Regions from separate parts of the Mus musculus genome. Here all the other regions are linked to region 1. A link is a contact called in public promoter capture Hi-C data. All regions are on one chromosome and are shown on one strand. Each heading gives the region's core, a stretch centred on a gene start, on an enhancer-like site or on the middle of the called end of the contact. The rest is flanking DNA. Distances are from core to core; before and after follow the strand shown.

Region 1 (2,725 bases), core at 217-2,716:
CTAGAACTGCTTTGATGGTTTTTAGTTTGTCTGAGACCCCTGCACCTCAAGTTATGCTCACCTGAGCTGAGAGGGAAAGCCTCTATTGTACTCAAGGAGCCCCCACTTTCCCGAATCAATATGGCCCAGGAAAGGGAAGTACCTGATCCAAGTGTGGAGTGACAGGAAGAGAAGGAGTGTGTGGAGCCACATACAGAGAGGTGGGGGTGAATGTGATCGACGTCTGCTTTCCAGCTTGCTTGAATAAGATTGAGAAAACAAAGACATGAAGAGAAAGCCAACCAACAAAGTAACAGTACCAGCGATAAAGTGATAACATCAATTAAATATGGATTTGTATATGCTGCACAGCAGGTTAAGAGAGCTGTTAAAAATGTTTATAAACTTGTCATAAAATATTATGACAGCTACTGAGCTCATTGTAGGGAACCAAAGATGACCTCTGTTAGCTTCTGGGCTCATTTCTATGAAAGAAATCACTGTTGTCAATGAATCAATACCGACTCAAGGTTTGCTGCCCAGCAGGAATGAAATCTTCTCACTCCCTTGCTTTGATAATTTAATAATTACTTCAGAGCTCATAATCACTTCAACAGATACAACTGTAGAGTCCAACACAGTGTCTCTGTAAAGACATCTAATTTTAATGTTTAGAAAAGAATGAAGCTATATATTTTTATAATCAGAAAATTTAGTAATACTGAAGTACAACAAGAAATATCTATATAGGTAAATTTAGGTCAAATTTACTATAGTTATATAACAATTTATATCTTAATTATAGAGATTGTGATGATCTGTGTTAATTGTCAATTTGATACAATCTAGAAGTACATGAGAAGACAGTTACAATGGTGGGTTATCTAGATTAGATTGGCCTGTGGATATATCTGTGAGTGATTATTTTTATTGCAATATTGAGCAAAGAAGAACCTACCCACTGTGGCACTATCCTCTAGGTAGGGGATTCTGAACTGCATAAGAGTGGAGAAAACAAGCTAAATTCTAGCATACATGAATTCATTGCTTTCTGCTCTTGACTGTGTGGTTAATGTATTGCCACTGCAAGTTCCTACTGTCTTATCTTCCCCTCAGTGATGGACAGTAGCCTGAAATTGTGAGCAAAATAAATCCTTCCTGAAGTAGCTTTTGTCAGAGTATTTTGTTACAATAACAAGGAATGAAATTAAGACAGGATCTTAGCATAAGGGTCTCTGAATTTGATCTCCAGCATTAACAGGAAAAGCCAGGGAGGGAAAAGGGAAGTGGAAAGGAAGTGAAGGACAAGGGTCAAAAAGAAAGTAGGAAAAAAGAAGAAAAGGGAAGGAGGAAGGAGAAAGAAAGGGAACGAGAAAGGAAAGTGGAAAGGGAGGAGGGGTGGAGGAGAGGGGCAAGAGGGCTCAGTACAGTTTGCAATCTGGGGAGTTTTGTGGCTCATGGGTCAAAGGTTCTTTACTTATTACTTTTCTGGGTAGTGTTAGATCACAGACACACCCCCTGCTAAAGTCAGCTCATCCAAGCCTGCATGCAGTCTGTCCCTTAGGACGAAGACCTGACAGGTGCCTGCTGCTGCTGTGACTGAGACCATGGGAAAAGCAAGCCCAGTCTTCCCCCAGCCCTACTTGCTGATCAGGAACAAGGCAACTTTGAACTACAGTCCTACCGAGTGCCTGCCTCCTGGCACATGCTGTCACGTGATCTGCCACCCCTTAGATCCCTGTAAGAGTAGAAACCACCTTTGTTCAGGGATTTGAAGGATCTTTCCTTCAGACCCTCATAACGTTCTCTCTCCTAATGGTGGTGTTCTTTGGGATCTGAAGGGAAGGCTCCTGCTCTCTTTGTGACCCCATTGAACTTATTGAGTTAAACTGTGTCTATGGTCCGGTGCTGTTTCTTCTAAGGCTGTCTCACTTCAAGATCCAATCACAAAACAGCCCGTGGTCATGAAGCACACTCTCTTAGTAAATATCATTCTAAAGGGCAATTCATGTCAGCTACTTTTTGCCCTCCCATAATTTCTAATACAGAGTAGAAATGGAACCCAGGGCCTTGAACATGCTCTGTACATGCTCTGGCACTCAGCCACACACATCCATCACTTTCCATACACTCTAGGTATGTGAGATAATGGCTCGCTGTGCCCCATTTATCCTCGGACTCCCTATGTATGCAGAGACTGACCTTGAAGTCAAAAGTTTCCTACTTCTACCTCCCAAGTGCTGAGAGGACAGTTCTGTCACCATACCATGAATTTCCTTACACTTTTTTATTATCAAACATTGTTACATCTCATAAAAGTGTTCTGGATTTATATATATAAAAAAAAGTAAACTGAATACTTACAGGCTTGGCTTCAAGCCATAAGTCTTATGTATAATATTGGCAAAGTGCTTTTTTTGGGGGGGGGGTATGGCAATCTGTAGAATAAATGAGATGTGTATAAAATGGTTATCTATATTCTGGACACAGTATGTACTCAATAAGTTTTAACCCTGTTATTGCCTCTTGCTGCTGCCAACCATGCTTTCCTGAAAGAAAATATGTATGACAAATGCAAACGTAAACTGACCATTGCTTACATTTTGTCATCTTTAAGTCTGCAAGACTGTGTCAGGAGAGGGTCTGTAGCCATCTCCCTCCTCCTCATTTGGCTCAAATTTGGGTGAAATAGGACTGTGATATAGGATTGCTATTCCCTCTCAGTCTATGTAGCTCAATTTCCACA
Region 2 (2,706 bases), core at 12-2,511, 230 kb before region 1:
ACAGATTAATAAACTGTTTTGAATGTGGTCAGACTCTTCATAACCGCAGGTTCTTTAACGTCTTGCACCACAGCACAATAAATTCTCAGGGGGTCTGAGGCGTGAAAGCACAGGCAAATGAGTCTAAGCACACACTCAGCTTCCCTAAATCAAAGAATCTATTGAGTTTTTTTTTTTTTTTTTTATGTGCCCAATGTGAACACGAACTAGGAAAGCAATCATTTGTGTGTATATGTGGGCTTAACGCACGCACATATGGGCTTAGTACATGCACAGCTTTTGTGTGACTTATGTACCAGTGGGAACCAACACACCAAAAAACCCAAAAAAACCCCAAAAAACAAAAAAAACCAAAACAAAACCCGGTGACCTGAATAAACTGTTTGTAAATTCAAAATTGAGCCTGCTGATTTACTCTGGTTCCGGCAGTTGCTTGCTGGGACCTCAAATGCAGCAGGGGCCAGAATCCCCAGCAGCAACGTCAGGCACTAAAGTTGCTTCTCCAGCTCAGGCCACGTTTTCTGCTAGGGAGTCCTGGACCCGATAAAATGAGGACCAAGTTCAAGGGCTTTTCTTTCCAAAGAACAAAAACCTCCATAGTTGTGCTCTGGAGCTCAGTAGGTCAAGTGTGTGAAGACTCGTGCACCCCGCCCAACTCTCTAGCCCCAGTAAGAGCCCGGCGAGTGATAACTCCGGGCGTACCCCTAGTGATGTCGGCGCAGGGCGGGTAAAGCTGGCCAATGGAGACGTTAGGCCTCTATGCTCCTCCCCCTCCCCCCACACGCCCCGCCCCACTCCTCCCTACGAGCCTCTCCCGGCTCCACTCTCCGCTTCCCTGGCGCTCCTCCTCCATCGCCCACTCCTCTCTCCCACTCCCTTGTATTCCTCCCAACACGTTCCACTCTTCATCGCCTGCGCTCCTCCCAGTCCCTCTTGCTCCTCCCAGTCCCTCGTGCTGCCTTCTGACGCTCCTCCTCCCTCCTCCCGGCGCTCCTCCCCCTCGCTCGTGCACCCCCCTCCCTGCCATCCTCGTGCTCCTCCCCTCCCTCATGCTCTCCCTCCTCTTCTTCCCGTGCTCCTCCCTCTCCCTCGTGCTGCCCTCTCCGCGCTCCTCCTCCCGCGGGAGCGAGCTGTCAGCCGGGCGGGCCGGCTCCGTCATATGACCGGCCGGCGGCCGCGGCGCCGCACCTTCCGTCCGCTGCAGCGGTCCCGCGCTCGCGCCCCTCCGGGCGGCCGCGCCCCCGTCGCCATGGCCCCGCCGCGGCCGCCGTGGGCTGCGCGCTGAGCCGTCGGGTCCCGGAGCGTGGCCGCCCGCCCGGGCCGCCGCGTGCACGCCATGGCCCCGACCCTGCTCCAGAAGCTCTTCAACAAAAGGGGCGGCGGCGCAGCGTCTGCCCAGGCCCGGCCGCCCAAGGAGGAGCCGGCCTTCAGGTGAGCGCGTGCGAGCGGGAGGGAGGCCTCAGGCGGGCTGCATGGAGACCGGACCCCCGCGCCACCCTGTCCCCTCCTCCTGGGCGGGACCCCGCGCCACCCTGTCCCTTCTTCCCAGATCCTCCTGGGAAAGACCCCAGTCTCTCACTCTCCTCTGTCCCGGTCCTCCCGGGTGGGACCCCACGCCTCTCTCGCCCCTCTTTCTGGGTGGGACCCAGCAGCATCCTCTTCCCTCCCTCGCCGGGTTCTCCCAGGTTGGGCTCCTCTTTCCACTTCTTTCAGGGTCTCAGAGCCGCGAACCGCCCTGTCCCTTTTCTACTGCTCCTTCTGGGTGGAACCTCAGCGCCGTCCTCCTTCCTTGCTCTCCAGGTCTCCCCAGGTGGGAGCCCTGCGCCATCCTCTGCCCTCTTTCCTCAGGTGCCCCACAAAATTTCTCCATATGCCCCCGTGTCTGAGCACGTCTGGGACCGGTGTGTACCTTCCAGGGTCTCTGGAGGGAGAGTCACCTGCGTCTCCCCTGCCCCAGAGCCTGTAAGCTGTCATTTTGCAGGCAGCTCCAACCCACTGAGTATGTGACAGTATTTTGAAGTTGGAAAGGGTGAAGCCACGAAAAAAGCAGCTTCTTTCTTGCAGTGTATGACAAGCTCGCCGGCGGATGAATAAAAGTGTGTAATTTCCTCATCAGTTAGAAGGCTGATGCCGCATGATGAGTGGAAAGGGAGGGAAATGCTTTTTATGAAACGTCTCGGGTTCTAATTTAACAAAGCAGAGGCAGATATTTAATAGTTCATCTTCGGAACACATACCTTTGGATTAGCATGTGTTAAGCTGGCTCAAGACCCACAGCTCTAAGTGGCGGCTGGTCTTGCATTTTGAGCTAAGCAATTGGCTCTCAGTAACATCCCTATACTATTCTGCTTTTGAGTGGTAAGTTTCCAAAGATGCTCTCCTGGGTCCTGTACTGTCTCTCAGCACTACTAGTTGAGAAAACATTTTATTTGCCATTTAAGTTTTCATCACTATAAAACAAAACAAAACAAAACAGAAAACTGAACACCTCACACCGATTCAGACCTTCTAGGGATACTTTATGTTCAGAATGTAAGACTTTGAATTTTTTTTAAAAACAAACAAACAAACAAACAAAGGTCTCATTAGTCCAGGCTGGCTTTAAACTCTTGACAATCTTCCTGCCTTAGCTTCTCAAGTTCTGGGAACACCAACATGAAGCATCGCATTTGAAATGAATTTTGATTAAATCTCATCTCCTTTATT
Region 3 (2,848 bases), core at 142-2,641, 160 kb after region 1:
GGGGCTTCTGTGCCCAGCTGCTGCCTTTTCCAGGACACTCACACTAATAAAACATGCTCTTGAATCAAATTGGGAGGAAACGTGCTGACAGAAACCTAGGCTCGACCAGCCTTACAAACTTCTGCTACCCATTAGTTACTTATGGGAGTTTACACAAACTAGGTAAGGTGCTTTTCGCAGATTTGTGCTTTCTGGTTATGAGCTCTACCTAGCGGGCTGTTATAGCGCATTTTGGATTATGTAATGTCATGCTATTTGCACCTATTAAGAACATTTTCCTTACTTTATTTTGATTTGAAGAACTGAGTTAATTTGTAATTCGTAATTTTTAAATTGTTCTGTGCAAAACCTTCAAGTGGGATGAAACTGTGGACTGTTGTACTGTGGTGTGTGCTGAGGTGTGTGCTATGTGTTGTGCTGTGTGGTGTGTGGTGTGTGCTGTGTTGTGTGTTGTGCTATGTGCTGTGCTGTATGCTATGGTGTGTGTTGTGTGCTATGTATTGTGTTGCTGTGTGTTGTGTTGCTGTGTGTTAAGAGCTGTGCTATGTACTGTGCTGTGTGGTGTGTGCTGTGTTGTGTGTTGTGCTGTGTGCTGTATGCTGTGGTGTGTGCTGTATGTTGTGAGCTGTGCTGTGTGCTGTGTTGCTGTGTGTTGTGTGCTGTGTGTTGTGTGCTGTATGTTGTGTGTTGTGTGCTGCTGGTCTTTCAACTGATGGCTGGCAACAGATCTTACATGCTGTTATTTTCATAAGGCTAAGTAAGAGAGCCAACAGTTGACAAATGTGGACCTGTGTAACTTAGCTTTCATTTTGCGGCTGGCTGTTTAATATTAAAGATTGTAAGAATGTACTGGAATTACGTTGAAGCTAAAGGGCTGAAATCAAAGTTGTGCAGTGTGTTTATAGAGAACAAGTTCTTTAAGAACACTCTTACCGCATTTGCTGCACCCTCACACCCCTCTTCAGTTTCATAGCTGCCTGTCAAAAGCCAGTGTCTAGGATGGAAAAGGACCAGGATTCTGAATGTTATAGCCAAGACTTACCTGGCATGTCGGCAAGTGTATGTGTATGTGCACGCACACACAAACATTGATTTTTGTTTTACACACAGGTATCCACAAAAACTGAAACTACTGTAAAGACTGGGATGACTTTTAAAGTGTTTTAATCCAAATGTAAACAAAACAGCACTCTATCTTTGAAAGTTCAAAGCGGCAACAGTTAACCTCTCTGTAGGTTGCACTCCCGGCAGGCACTGTCAGAGGGCACTTGGTCTGTATGGATCTGACATTCAAACCTCTGGGTATTTTCATCTGACCTAAGGCTCTTCCTGCACTGTGTGATTTTGCTGAATTTGAATTGCTCTGTGAATTACAAATGCTGAGCTGTCTTTTCCCTCTCGGCTAGCTGGCAAGTGTGCCTGGCCATTGAGTGCTGCCTCTCCCTGAAGGCCAGTCTGGGCTGTCATTGGGTTGCAGCTGTTTGAATACTCATCTTCCATGGACTGTAAACTACTGAAGAAATAATGGCTGTATTTTGTGAATTTGATTTTGTAAATTCCAATGTTAATTATAGGGCTTATGTTGATAATACTGATTTGTGTTACCTGTCCAGTGAACACATGAAGAGGAGTGGGCAGCAAAACACTTTTCATGTAAGAAATAATATGGAAGAGCCTTATTATAGTCCACGGACAAAAGGAAAAATGTGGTTATATTGAGTTAAAGCAAACAGGATATAACTGACTGCTGGGGACACGCACTGAGTGTCTGTTACATGTGTGCCTTCCCCATGTCTTCCCACGTACGTTCATAGCTACTGTCACTTCAGCCTTCTAGGACCAATGGGAAGAGGTTGGTGCAGTGTTTCTCAGTGGGGTGGTCCAGTCTCAAACAACTTAAGGCTTTGGTGTGGGTGAGGCTGGGGGGAGGCTCTAACCATGGCCAGGCGTGAAGTGGCAGGCAAGCACTCTGCCATCTACTTGTTTGCTTTGACTTCCTGCTTTCCCTTACTTCTTAGTTTTTGTAAAGAAACCTAAAGCCACTAAAAGAAACAGAAACTAACTGTGGGGCTCGCCCTTCTGTCTCCTCTCCAGCCTCAGCGGCCTCTCGGCCTCTCGCTTTCTTCCTCTGTGAAGTTGCCTATTCTAGCTAATTCCTCTAAGTGGAGTTTTTGTGACTGGCTTGTTGCCCTCCGGGTGATATTTTTAAGCTTCGTCCATTTGTATCATGTGTCAGTTCTTGAGTCCTTTTTATGTCTGAATAGTCCTCCATTGTGAGCTGTATATGGTGTCACGCAATTGTCCGCCCAGCGCTTGGGAGGCTCCATGCAGGCGAAGCATGGATTTGAAGCTAGCCTGGGTGGGCTATGGAGCCAGACTGTTATCACCAACATTCTGAAGTCTGTTTTATGTGTACATAATACTGTTTGTTTGGTTAATAGAGTTGTTTCCATATGTGGCCATTGTGAATTATATTGCACTGAGCTCTGCTGTACAAATAGTGGAGTCCTGGCGCTTCCCTAGCACCAGGGCTATGGACAGCACTGTACTCGCCTCATGGTCTTACAGGTGCTCTCAAGAGACCCTAGTTCAGATCCTTATGCTTCCAGCTGGGATGTAAGCAGCTGGCCCTTCTCCTCAGTTCAGTTTGATAAAGACAGATGCCTTGCTTAGATTTATTCCAAGGGAGCTGCCTCTCTCCTTCAGCGTATTTGAGAAATGCATGTGCTGAAGAATTGTTTTCCCAATTGACAACATGGTGATGTCTCCAGGATGTGAGTCTTGTGGCTGTAGTTTACCAGTTCACCTACAGCTACCACATCCCAGACTCTCCTGGGAACATATTATA
Region 4 (2,850 bases), core at 118-2,617, 200 kb before region 1:
ATCAACATCCGCTACTCACCAGGCATTGGACCTCCTTTTCATTTCTCTCTGGTCTTGGTGACGGAAGCTGGAAGTGGAAAGCGGCAAATCACTTGCCATCATTGTGGCTTGGAATCTGTGCCTCCCAGCTCAGTACAATGGCAACACACAGCTGGGGCTACTCCAAATGTGTCTAATCTGAGTGGAGATGACCTCTAAACCACTGAGGTATGGTGACATGCTGTAGTCCCTGGACTTCAGAGGCTGAAGTGGGAGGATTGTTGAGGCCAGTCTGGTTTAAAGACTAATCAGTCGATTTCAGATGTGGTCCATGTTCTCGAGAAATCTGTTACCTAGCTCCGGAATTCAGAAAGGACATCATGACATCGCCGTGGGGTGAGATGGGAAGAGAGTGATGCTTAACAGTGGCAGCTGGAGCACTAATGCTGGTGGAGGAGGTGACATCCAAGGCTTGCTGTCAGTGGACACCACCTCACACCTGCCTTTATGACAGTCCTGCACAGTCCAAATGTCCTTGCAAAAGTAAGACCCTGGACAAGAGAAGACTGAGACTGACTTCTAAGGTACACATGCCACATGCTGTGGAGGAAGAGTTGAGGCCCAGTTATAGCTAGGCAGTTCTGAGCTCTAAGAAGCAGATCTTTCCAAGTCCATTCTGTCTTCCTGAGGAGGATGTTGGAGCATTTTTTTCAGGACAGGGCCATTGTGGGAAATTCTAACCAAGTGAACGATCTTGGTTTCTTCCTAGTGAGGTTACAAGGTCTGGCTTGGAAAGTTACTTGGAAGATGTTTTAGACAGAAGATTTGGTGTAGTTACAGGTGTTAAAATTGTGGTCTAAGGGGCCTTTGTCAGTGGAAGAGACGATTTGGAAGCTAATTATTTCATAGTTATAATTCTCTACCTTGTATTAATTTATTCTGCAGTTTACTGTTCTCTGTGGACTTTGCAGAATCTATTTTAGATTGTGCAATTTCTTGGAGATTCCAGAGAACCGGCTGCATTTTGTGAGGTTGGAATTGAAGTGAGGAGGTGACTGATTTTAGTAAGATCATCTGCCAGGTGTTGTCGCCTTCGTGTTGTGTGAATCTCAGGCCGTCCTCTCTGAGCTGTCAGCACACAAACGGTGTGTACTCTGGGCCTTGTGCAGACAGACAGACAGCACATCCCATTAGTCTGCAGCCCCAGAAGTTTTCAGAGGGTTTCTCAGCTGCTCACATGCAGTATTTCAAAGCCCTTAGAGCTGGATAGAGTCAGAGCTGAGCAGACTAAGACTAGGGATGTTTGAGTAGTCTCCTGAGTCGCGTGGACAGTGAGTAACTGGGGCCAGAACGAGGTGTGCCTGTCTTCTTGCCCAGCCTTCTGTCCCCGGTGTGACCAGCAGGGCCCCATGAGCTGGCCCCTCCCCTCTGCATGCTCAGATGCCTCCTGGGTTCCCGGTACTCAGGCACCATGAGGCACTTACTCAGATGTGTCTGCTGAGTCACAGTTCAACATCCTTTTCCTTGCTTTCCCTTCTCATAAATTGATTTCTACATATTCGTAAGCAGCAGATGTAGCTTTTTTTTTCTACTAGAACCTAAAGAATGTTGAGTCTTTCTTAATTAGTCATGCATTTGTTACATAGGAAGCTTTTAATTTAAATTTAATTTAATTTAGTTTTTTGTTTTTTTCGAGACAGGGTCTCTCTGTGGAGCCCTTGCTGTCCTGGAACTCACTCTGTAGACCAGGCTAGCCTCAAACTCAGAAGTCCGCCTGCCTCTGCCTCCCGAGTGCTGGGATTAAAGGTGTGCGCCACCACTGCCTGGCTTAGTTTTAATTTTGTTTTGATATAAATCATGGTTGTTACCCATCAATCTAAAATAGAAAGAAGACAAGAGAGAGTCATCTTTTAACAGATACTTATTTTATTAATGTGTGTGTGTGTGTTTAAATTTAGTTACTTGTTCAGTTGGTTTTGAGACAGGGTCTTATGTAACCTACCTGGTCTACATAGTGTCTTAGTCAGGGTTTCTATTCCTGCACAAACATCATGACCAAGAAGCAAGTTGGGGAGGAAAGGGTTTATTCAGCTTACACTTCCATACTGCTGTTCATCACCAAGGAAGTCAGGACTGGTACTCAAGCAGGTCAGGAAGCAGGAGCTGATGCAGAGGCCATGGAGGGATGTTCTTTACTGGCTTGCTTCCCCTGGCTTGCTCAGCCTGCTCTCTTATAGAACCAAGACTACCAGCCCAGAGATGGCACTGCCCACAAGGGGCCTTTCCCTATTGATCACTAATTGAGAAAATGCCTTACAGTTGGATCTCATGGAGGCATTTCCTCAACTGAAGCTCCTTTCTCTGTGATAACCCCAGTTGTGTCAAGTTGACACAAAACTAGCCAGTATGATTGACCCCTTGTCAATTTGACACACAAACACATCACTAGTAAGCCTCAACCCTTACATTCTTATTCATCCCCAAGATCTAAACAACTGTAAAAGCCCCACAGTCTTTACATATTCTTAAAATCCAAAGTCTTTTTAAAATTAAAAGTCTCTTAACTGTGGGCTCCACTAAAATATTTTCTTCCTTCAAGAGGGAAAATATCAGGGCACAGTCATAATCAAAAGCAAAAATCAATCTCCAACCGTCCGATGTCTGGGATCCAACTCACGATCTTCTGGGCTCCTCCAAGGGCTTGGGTCACTTCTCCAGCCATGCCCTTTGTAGCACGCACATTGTTTTCTAGGCTTCAGCTGCCTGTACTGCACTGCTGCTGCTGTTATTGGTGATCATCTCATGATACTGGCATCTCCAAAATGCTACTGTCTTCCACTGTAACTTGGCTTCAACAATAGCCTCTCATAG
Region 5 (2,700 bases), core at 121-2,620, 180 kb before region 1:
GCACAGTAACTTGGTCGCTCCTGGGGTCATGATGTGTAGGCTTGGCTGTAAGTGTGGGGTGGCTTCCGCCTGTCCGTCAGCTTGGGGTCATGTGGCATGTCTCATCGGTCACACCTTGAACACTGGCTGCCTCTGGCCTAAGGGCAGAGGAAAATAGTTTCCAAAATAAACTTTGCCATTGTGCAAAGGACGCCAGGCACGACATGGACAACACACTGGTGATAGAAGGAACGACTAGAATTTACTTTCTTTCTTCTTTGCGTCTGAGGTTTAAGAGAATAAATCTGCTGCCTTCAGTTAATTTGAAGTTAACGTGCTTCATATTAACTACCATTGCTTGAACCGGGGAAGGACCAAAGGCACTCAGCTTCTCACAGAAACTGGCCTTCTCAGTCCTGGGAGGGAGCGCACGCATAGCTTCTGGAGCTTGTGTGTATGGCAAGCTTGGGTGAAGCCCTTTACGTATTCTACTTAATCCACAAAGCAAGTTTGTGAGGTCAGCAGTTGTACATTGATAATCCAGTGGCAAAGTGGAAGGGGAAAGCCTTGGGGTTTGAATCCGGCTGTCCCTGACTGTATTCACAGGGTCTACTGTGAAGGTTTTCAGTGTTCTCTCCTTTATCCGCCTGTCCATTTCTCACCCATCGCTTCCGTGTCCTCCCTGGATCCTATAGCAGAGTCCTCCTGAGTAGTTGGCAGCCTTCTGCTTCAGGTGCGTCTTTTAGACTCTGCTCTAAGCTGTCTCTTCTCTACCTCTGCGGCTGTCACTGCAGCCTGTAGCAGGCAGCGTGAGGGGCCTGGCTCTCTGTGCAGTCCACTCCCATGGGTCTGCTTTTCTTAGGGCAGTCAGCTATCTGATCTTATCAACCATCTGCTTTCCTTGGCTGCTCTTTGTGTTCAGAGTTTATCCTGTCTGGGCCTGCTTCGGTCCCATCCCCCAGCTCGCTGACCTCATAGGGCAGCTCTCCCTGCCTTTCCTCCCTCCCTTTCCTGTGCTGCACTCTGCTGCTTCGTGGTGTTCACGTCAACTGGTCGGTCACTCTTCACGTCTGGTTTAAAAGTTGATTTAAGTCCTCAGTGACTTCTGTGCCTCTCTCCTTAAATCTCGCTGTTTTGGAGTCTAGGTCTTGCTGTGTAACCAGGATGGTCTGCTTCTGCAGCCTTAGACTCCTGAGGACTGAGCTTATAGACGTCAGTCACTATGCCAGGCTCTGAGACTCTTTTGTATCCTTTAGTTTCCCTTTTGACCTTCAGACAGTTTGTAGTTATATATTTATATGTAAGTATTAGGTTAGTAATATCCCTATTAAGCCTTGAACTTCATGAGGGCAGGTTTGATTAATTATTGATTCCCTTGCACCTGCTACAGAGCCTTGAATACAATGCAGACTAAATTTGTGTTGAATGGATTGCCAAGGCTGTGCTGAAAGCACACTCTGTAAATAGTTCTCTAGTTCCTGCTTTCCGATCGAATTCTTTACTGCAACATACACCTGTATTTTCTTCTTAACATCCTTTGCTTGGGAGCAAACTGTGTTTCCCTTTTTGCTAAGCATCATGGCTAGCAAATGCGTTTGGTCTCAGCGCCACAGTATCAAGCCAGACGTGCTAGGGGTAACCTTACACTGTGGAACGGCTGCCAGCTCCCCCTGAGGGGATGGCTGCCACAGAGGCACAGGCGCTCCTTTAACTGGGGTGCTCTCCCCAGAACCCAGGCATCCCACTTAGCCCTCTCTTGTGTGTCCTTGCAACTTCTTTCTGCCATTTGATTTCAAACTGACTACAGAAGGCAGTGCTTTCTCTCCAGCGATTTATTATTAGGGCAGCCTCGCCACCGTTGGCACAAGAATTGTCAGCATTTGTGCAGCCAGTTTCCGAGCACGCTGGCTGGGAATTGTATTTATTTGCCATGGTCACACCAAGCGTTGCAGATAATCCAGCTTCTCTCTCTTTTGAATCCACAGTTGGTCGTGTTCGGAGTTTGGCTTGAGTGACATCCGCCTGCTAGTTTACCAGGACTGTGAGAGGAGAGGCAGACAAGTCATGTTTGACTCCAGAGCCGTTCAGAAGATGGAAGAGGCAGCAGCTCAGGTGTGAAATGCTGATTGGCTTTCAAACCTCTCTGATCTGTTGTGTGCTGCCTGCAGGGATGCAGAAGGGGCAAGCAGAGATGCACCACAGCAGGCAGGCCTGTGTCTGCGGACACAACGGAAACTTAACAAGCAATTATGGCAGGCCAACAGTGGACCATTGACATTGAGAAAGATACATTTGCTGGCGATTGTAATCTAGCAGGATTTTGTAAGCGTCAAGCATAGTAAGAAAATAAACTGCTGAGATTCATAAAGTTCTAGTGTTTTTGCCAGACAAGAAGATCATTCTGTCCAGATTTTCTCATAGATAGTAAAAGGTGCCAAGTGTGGCTCGTGCTTATAATCCAGCACTAGATGTGCTGAGGCAGGAGGACGGTGATTTGGGGCTAGACTAGGCTATATAGTAAGGCCGTGTTTCAAAACCTAAAATAAATAAAAGGTGTTATGAAAGCTTCCTCACCTTAGAGCCTTAATAGACCGATGTTCACTGTTATCCTACCCTTTCTGACCAAGGAATTGCTCATTAACTTCCCTTGTTATAGGGAAGGGGGTGGTGGGAGGTGGGAGGGACTGGGATGGGGAGTAAAGACAGGAAAGATCTTTACCG

What was found. Promoter capture Hi-C pulls out the DNA fragments that hold promoters and counts their contacts. Capture Hi-C pulls out chosen DNA fragments and counts their contacts.
Region 2: a contact with region 1 is called in a promoter capture Hi-C map of liver. The contact joins the promoter of Fnip2 here to the enhancer-like site in region 1. A contact is called at or near these places in 9 of 39 promoter capture datasets (the HPC-7 cell line, cranial neural crest, frontonasal cranial neural crest and 6 more) and 3 of 9 other capture datasets (adipose tissue, liver and pancreatic islet).
Region 3: a contact with region 1 is called in a promoter capture Hi-C map of liver. The contact joins two enhancer-like sites. A contact is called at or near these places in 2 of 39 promoter capture datasets (liver and neutrophils) and 3 of 9 other capture datasets (adipose tissue, liver and pancreatic islet).
Region 4: a contact with region 1 is called in a promoter capture Hi-C map of liver. The contact joins two enhancer-like sites. A contact is called at or near these places in 7 of 39 promoter capture datasets (cranial neural crest, frontonasal cranial neural crest, hematopoietic stem and progenitor cells and 4 more) and 2 of 9 other capture datasets (adipose tissue and liver).
Region 5: a promoter capture Hi-C map of liver shows a contact between it and region 1. The contact joins two enhancer-like sites. A contact is called at or near these places in 4 of 39 promoter capture datasets (the HPC-7 cell line, cranial neural crest, liver and 1 more) and 2 of 9 other capture datasets (adipose tissue and liver).

The regions. Positions count from the first base shown.
Region 1 is chr3:79,339,697-79,342,421 of GRCm38.p6, reverse strand. It overlaps a transcript of Gm17359 not described here. Among named protein-coding and RNA genes, the nearest start is that of Gm17359, 4.3 kb to the left of the region's middle. Within about 2 kb of position 1,466, at least 5 of the 459 cell types and tissues checked have an H3K27ac peak or open chromatin away from gene starts, as enhancers often do. A contact at or near this core is called in liver, where this site is marked.
Region 2 is chr3:79,566,234-79,568,939 of GRCm38.p6, reverse strand. It overlaps Fnip2 (folliculin interacting protein 2), which reads left to right and starts at 1,261. Exons shown (of 17, transcript NM_001162999.2): 1 at 1,261-1,431. The coding sequence starts at 1,337. 4930589L23Rik (RIKEN cDNA 4930589L23 gene) reads right to left here and starts at 748. Exons shown (of 2, transcript NR_152118.1): 1 at 1-748.
Region 3 is chr3:79,177,429-79,180,276 of GRCm38.p6, reverse strand. It overlaps a transcript of Rapgef2 not described here. Among named protein-coding and RNA genes, the nearest start is that of Gm24150, 18 kb to the left of the region's middle. Within about 2 kb of position 1,391, at least 137 of the 459 cell types and tissues checked have an H3K27ac peak or open chromatin away from gene starts, as enhancers often do. A contact at or near this core is called in liver, where this site is marked.
Region 4 is chr3:79,541,313-79,544,162 of GRCm38.p6, reverse strand. The region is part of intron 1 of Fnip2 (folliculin interacting protein 2); the gene reads left to right. Among named protein-coding and RNA genes, the nearest start is that of Fnip2, 25 kb to the left of the region's middle. Within about 2 kb of position 1,367, at least 134 of the 459 cell types and tissues checked have an H3K27ac peak or open chromatin away from gene starts, as enhancers often do. A contact at or near this core is called in liver, where this site is marked.
Region 5 is chr3:79,517,456-79,520,155 of GRCm38.p6, reverse strand. Fnip2 (folliculin interacting protein 2) reads left to right here. Exons shown (of 17, transcript NM_001162999.2): 2 at 1,965-2,091. Among named protein-coding and RNA genes, the nearest start is that of Gm36442, 6.7 kb to the right of the region's middle. Within about 2 kb of position 1,370, at least 115 of the 459 cell types and tissues checked have an H3K27ac peak or open chromatin away from gene starts, as enhancers often do. A contact at or near this core is called in liver, where this site is marked.